2 separate regions of the Rattus norvegicus genome follow, and region 1 is linked to region 2. Evidence: chromatin contacts called from public Hi-C data. All regions are on one chromosome and are shown on one strand. Each heading gives the region's core, a stretch centred on a gene start, on an enhancer-like site or on the middle of the called end of the contact. The rest is flanking DNA. Distances are from core to core; before and after follow the strand shown.

Region 1 (3,002 bases), core at 31-2,530, 220 kb before region 2:
ATCTCTATGTAGTTTGAAGTAAATCTTCAAGTCTCAAATCTGACTCCCAGTGATTTGCTTGAATCACACGGGGCATTATTTTAATGTGTAAGCCAGCACTTAAAAATAACTTTGAAAAATCACTTATAAAACAGTCAGATTTGAACTTATTAAAAAAAAAAAAAAGCAAAACAAACCTGAAAGAAAAAAGGGTAGATTTGGCAGTTCACACCCTCAACAGCGAGACGCTCGGCGTGCTCCAGCTGCTTCAGTACGGGACTGTGACAGCACCCCAGGTGTCCGCAGAACTCCTTCAGCTGACCAAATGACGCACTCCTACAACCTGGCCCAATTAAATAAGGAACTTAAAAAAAAAAATTCTACTTCTTTTACTAAAAAGTCTAAGGGCATCCCCACCCTCCTGTGTGCACACACAGATGTGCTCGCCATGTGTGGGAGGGTAGAGCCACAGATTGATGCCAGATGTCCTCTATCTCACTGAACCTGGAGCTTACTGTTTAGGCAGGATTTGCAGGCCCCCAGCCCCTGGGATCTGCCTGTCCCTGCCTCCCTCTCCTGCAGCACGGGGTCATGGATAGACACTGGGTGCCTGGCTTTATGGAAGATGCTGAAGTGAGAAACCATGTTTGAAGGACATGTGCTTTCCTTAAGGAATCATCACCAGCTCAAAGAGTGCTTCCATCTCAATGCCAGTTCTAAAATTTGTGCTGAGTTTATTCAGGATAGAAAAAAGACAGCCCTGGGGCTTTTGCTTTATCACTCTGCATAATTAGACTGTCCCCTTTGCCATCAATAGCTAAGGTCCGTCATGTGTCTCGAAGTCAAAATGAAAGCCCTGGTCAGGGCCTGAGTGCACACTGGTTGTCTTCAGCAGCGTACATATCAGATCTCTGCACCTCTTCCAAGGTACCTTTCCCTTTCTACCCTTTACCCACCAGTGGTGAGATGAGACACTGGTGGCTCTGTTTTAGCTAACACTTCCTCCTACAGAGATTTGCTGAGCATCTCATGAATAATGCCCAGGCACCTGACCTAAGGCTCTCTTCTTTCAAGCTCCATTCACTCTCTTCCTAATACATACTAACATGACTCTGGGAGCCAGTTATGTTGTTATGTTTTAAAAAGAATGGGTAGCAAGGGGGAAAATGCCTCTTTTTGTGCTGAAGGTCACAGAAGAGGCAAATTAAGACTCAGAACTTCCTAAGACTTGGCCCAGGACTTGGGAAATCAGGAACACTGACCTTTGAATACCACTTCTGATGTGCCAAAACTATTTGCAGCTCAGTACATCAGAACATAAACAAACAAGAGGAAATGAGTAAAGGAGGTCAAGGCACACGTGGTCTACTACAGGGAAAGAAGAAACAGCCCTAAGACTTCTTTAAGGGGGGAGGTTGTCAGGATCTGAGGTCCCATGTGGTCCAGCGTGCTCAAGGTACTGTAAGGGCTGAGAAAAAGGCAGATGAGACTGTAAATGCCACATAAAGAGGGCAGGGGACCATGTACCACTGTTTGGGAGTGGCCAGATCAAGGAAGCCATTCAAACAGAGACAGGACAGCCTGGCTATGGCACTCCCAGATGTTTTAGAGACATCTGCACACCATCCTACCAACCAGAGACACCCAGAAGATCCATGCAAGATAGGAGAAAAGGGGACAGAACACCTACTTCCCTCTCTACCACACAAGGGGGACTGCAGGACATGCCCTCAAAGACTGACTGACTGAGGGTTTGAATGTGGACTCTGTAGCCTGAGTCACCTAAGAAGTCAGAACCTCTTACAGCTAGCAGATAACCCTGGGGGAAGTTACCCACCCTCTGTGTGGCACGTCTCTCCTGTAAACTCAGTAACACCACCACACATGTCATCAAAGTGCTAGTTCCTTCTGCAGAAACACATTTAGAATGATGTCTGGCAGAAAAAGTAATTCCTAGGTTAAATAAGCAGTGAGTACAAGGAACACATAGAGGAGACAGGTGCCTAAACTCTGGAACACAAAAATGGGATAGCTCACCTACACACACAGGAAGACTGGCAAAATGTAAGACGCTGACATTCAGAAGCCTGGATGACTGCTATCATCATCATCATCATCATCATCATCATCATCATCATCATCATCATCATCATCATCATTCTCTGGGGACAAGGTAGTGAAGGGCGGGACAACTGGACAAAGGGGTGGGATCAGGAATTCTCAGGAAGTCTAAAGCAGTTTGACCCCTAGGCTCTCCATGATAAGAGCAGAAGATGGGGTTGGAGGTGAAGGCAGCCACTGCTGGGTTAGACACATGCCAGGTCAAGGTTGACTGGTGGCCTCCACTGCCAGGGGAGGTCAGAGTGCATGGGTGTGGAATCAAGCCACCTACATGCTCCCTCCGTGTACATATGTTTTACCTGACCTCCCGCAATCTAGTCTCTACCTATACTCTGGGGATGGCCACTGATCTTCCAATGTCCACTTCCAAGGGCCACATCTCCATTTTTACTGGCTAGTTTTCTTTAGTTTCTTTTCTTGCACTTGGGTTCTAGCACTTGTAGAACTTGCATATGCAGTCTAGGCTGACATAGCTTTCAGTCTTCCTGTCTCCCATTCCAGAGTGCTGGGATTACAGGGACTTGTCACCACCTATGAGCCTGTGCTTTTGGAACCTTCCTATGTCCCTGGCTTCCACACTTTCCTCTTTTCTACTTTGCGACTCCCTTAATACTTACCAATCCCTTTAAATCCCAACTCAGAAGCTTCTCTGGAGCTGCAGTCTTCTTCATGCTCACTGCTTCCACCCTAGTTTAGACCTTTGTTTCTGAAATGACCCCCTGCTGGTCTCCCGGTCTCTATCCCTGCAGGGCTCACCACTCCCATGCTGCTTCCAGAGTTCCCTTCTTCAAAACCAAATGTGGTCATGTTGTTCTCCTTACAGGCCTCTACCTGCACATACTCAATGGTGCAAGCCTCAACCTCACATGTAGGAGACTATATAACCTTATTCCAACCTGCCC
Region 2 (2,986 bases), core at 179-2,678:
CACTGAGCTAAATCCCCAGCCCCTTCATTGATTCTTTTGCTTTTATAAAACAGATTTATTTTATTTATATGAGCACATTGTCGCTGTCTTCAGACACACCAGAAGAGGGCATTGGATCCCACTACAAATGGTTATGAGCCACCATGTGGTTGCTGGGAATTGAACTCAGGACCTCTGAGAAGAGAAGTCAGTTCCATCTCTCCAGCCCCCCTTTTTTTTACCCTGAGACAAGACTTCACTATGTAGCTCATGCTGGTTTGAATTCAGGATCTGCGTGCCCCAATCTCCCAAACACCAGCACTATAGATGTGTACCACTGGGTCTTTCTTTTTCTCCTCTTAAACAACTCTTAGGTCAGGCATGGTGTTCCATACCTTTAACCCTGGCACTTGGGAGGCAAAGGTAGTAGATCTCTGTGAGTCTGAGGCCAGTCTGCTCTGCCTAGCCAGTTCTAAGCCAGCCAGAGCTACAAAGTGAGGCCCTGTAATAAAAAGTTCTTATGAAGGAACTGCGGAGCAAATACCAAAGTCAGTGTCCTTCCAGCCTGGAGCTCCATGTACTTCAGAGCAATCAACAGCCACCTCTCTTCCAGTCAGGGTTGGAAACAGAGCACAGTCACAGAACAACAACATGGGTTCTCACCAAAGAAGGGGGAAGGTAGAAGGACTGGGTGTGAGGTCAAGCTTCCCTCTAAGTACTCAGAGTTTTCCCTTCTCTTGCTGACACCTAAGCTCCCGGCAGGGCAGGGCTAGGCTGGAGCTCCTCACCTGCTCTCCAGGGCTGCGCAGCCTTACCTCTCCATCGTGATGCTTCACAATCTGCAACTCAAAGAACTCTTCCTCCTCTTCCCCAGTCAGGGTAGCATCCCATCCGGCCTCTGGGTCATCAAGGTTATCCTGAGAGCTGAAATCATCCGCTGAAAGCAGAGCTGTCACTTAACACCAGGCTGTTTTCAAGGACACCCCTCCTCCCGCCCCCGCTGGCAGAACCAACGCGCTTATTATTAAAATTCTTCTGCTTCAAACTTCACTTGCTTTCTGCCCCACAGTCTCGCATGACACTGATAATAACCATTTAATAGTTCACAGATCCAAAAGCCAGAAAGTGCTTCAAGAAATTACTCAAGCTGCTCCCCATGTGTCATATTTTACATGGAAGGCAAATGAAGCCAAGATACCTAGGAGGTTATATGAGGTCTGCTCATAAATGGTAATGATGGGATCCCAGCCCAATCTCCCCGCCCTTCAGTGCACTTAAGAAACAAGAAGAAGTGACAGCAATTCCTCACAGTTAAGCCTAACCAGAGTGCAGGCTGGCTAATGGACCTGGCAACTGCACAGGGCCCTGTGGTCACTCGTCCGGGGCCTGGCTTCCCAGTGCCCCATCCGCCTAAGGCTTGTGTGTGCCTACAAAGCAAAGCAGGTTGGCTTGTGTAGACCACTCACGTGGAGTGCTGAACAATGTTCTGTCTCTTCAGATGCCCAGGCTAATGTGGTATATCTACACAATGGACTTTTATTCAGCCATAAAGAAGAATGACTTTTTGTCATTTCCAAGAAAATGAATGCCTCAAGAGATCATTGTGTTAAGTTAAACAAGGCAAACACAATAAGACATATATCTCTTCCCCATAACGGGTATAAAAGTAAAAGGGAAACCCCATGGGGGTGAGGGAATAGGAATTGTCTGATGGGAGGGAGGAAGAGGAAGAGAAGATGGTAGTGAAGGAGAAATACACAAATGCTACATTTTCTCTCCTTTGCAAATCTAGATCTGTCTATCCATCTGCCTACATGGCATGAATGCAGAATGACTTGGCTGAAGAAAGGGACCCAGGAAAAGTGTACAGTAGAGACAGGAAACTAAGGTGAGAGTGTGCACAGAAGGAAAGCATAATGTATGTACATATGAAAATGTCTTAAGAGCCAGGACTTCCTATGCTTACAGAAACATCTTAACTGAGGAGGAAAACAAATGCACAACTAAGAAATCTTCCTGAACTTCTACGCTCCCCAATCCCTTGAAGGCCTGCCTTTTAGCTGTCCAGGAAGCCCAGCACGAAAGCGGGCCAGAGAGACTCAGCCACCAAAGCTCAAAAGCACAAGGTAGACAGTGTCCTGTGACAGCTCTGGAACAACTCTCACCTCACAGGATGGACAGCTGGTGTGGGCCCCCCATGTCTCTCTCTAACCTGTGCACCTGTGTGCGCTCTGGGGCACCAAATGCTGGGCCCCTCAGGCATCCTAACACACTTCCAGTCGGTGAAAGGAACCGCTGAGGATGCCCAGGCATCCTTCTCTATGTAGGGAAGTTTTTGTGTTAATGCACATTTCTGCAGGTGTTTCATGGAGCTTAACTGCTGACTTCTTATTTTTAACTCCCTACCCTACCTCTGCATTTTCTATCTTCCCTCCTATAGGCAGACACTGGTGGAATGGGAGTGCAGGGGTTGGGGAAAACAATAGTTATATAAAAAGAAAAATCAGCAAGTAAGGTTAAGTTTATAGGAACTCACAAAAAAAGCTGAGAAAGTCATTAAATAATGCTAAGTTGTTGGTCCTTTCCAGATAGACGTTTTCTTTGGAGCAGTGAAGTTGAACATATATTCAGTGTGGAAAAATACCCTATATTGGTAGGGAAATAAAGTACTCTCAGGGAAGCAGGGTTGCCACGTGGAGATATGAGCATCACAGCCACGGCTGCTGTGCTGGGCTCTAGCTCAGTGACAGCACACTTGACTAGCATGTGTGAGGCCCTAGGGACCTGAACAGAGATGAACAGAAGTGAGAGAAAGGTGGAGGCTGCACAGCACAGCAAGATCGATACTGAGACTGACAGTCCTCGTCTAGCATCCGCATTCCACACAGAGCACTGAGCCTAAGTGCAACCCGAAACGTGATTGGCCAGAAGCATAAAGCATCACCTGTCACTGCTTTCTCAAGGGAAGTGTCTGGAAGCTACCTCTAACTTACCATTTAAGTCAAGA

Evidence for each region. A called contact is a pair of places that touch in the nucleus more often than the background predicts.
Region 1: a contact with region 2 is called in a Hi-C map of the A7r5 cell line, with 4 times the contacts expected there. The contact joins two enhancer-like sites. A contact is called at or near these places in 8 of 12 Hi-C or Micro-C datasets (the A7r5 cell line, the Rat2 cell line, Schwann cells and 5 more).

What each region holds. Positions count from the first base shown.
Region 1 is chr15:43,416,404-43,419,405 of GRCr8, reverse strand. The region is part of intron 6 of Ints9 (integrator complex subunit 9); the gene reads right to left. Among named protein-coding and RNA genes, the nearest start is that of Ints9, 42 kb to the right of the region's middle. Within about 2 kb of position 1,280, at least 24 of the 93 cell types and tissues checked have an H3K27ac peak or open chromatin away from gene starts, as enhancers often do.
Region 2 is chr15:43,201,068-43,204,053 of GRCr8, reverse strand. It overlaps Kif13b (kinesin family member 13B), which reads right to left. Exons shown (of 40, transcript NM_001412036.1): 29 at 2,973-2,986; 30 at 795-916. Among named protein-coding and RNA genes, the nearest start is that of Kif13b, 120 kb to the right of the region's middle. Within about 2 kb of position 1,428, at least 21 of the 93 cell types and tissues checked have an H3K27ac peak or open chromatin away from gene starts, as enhancers often do.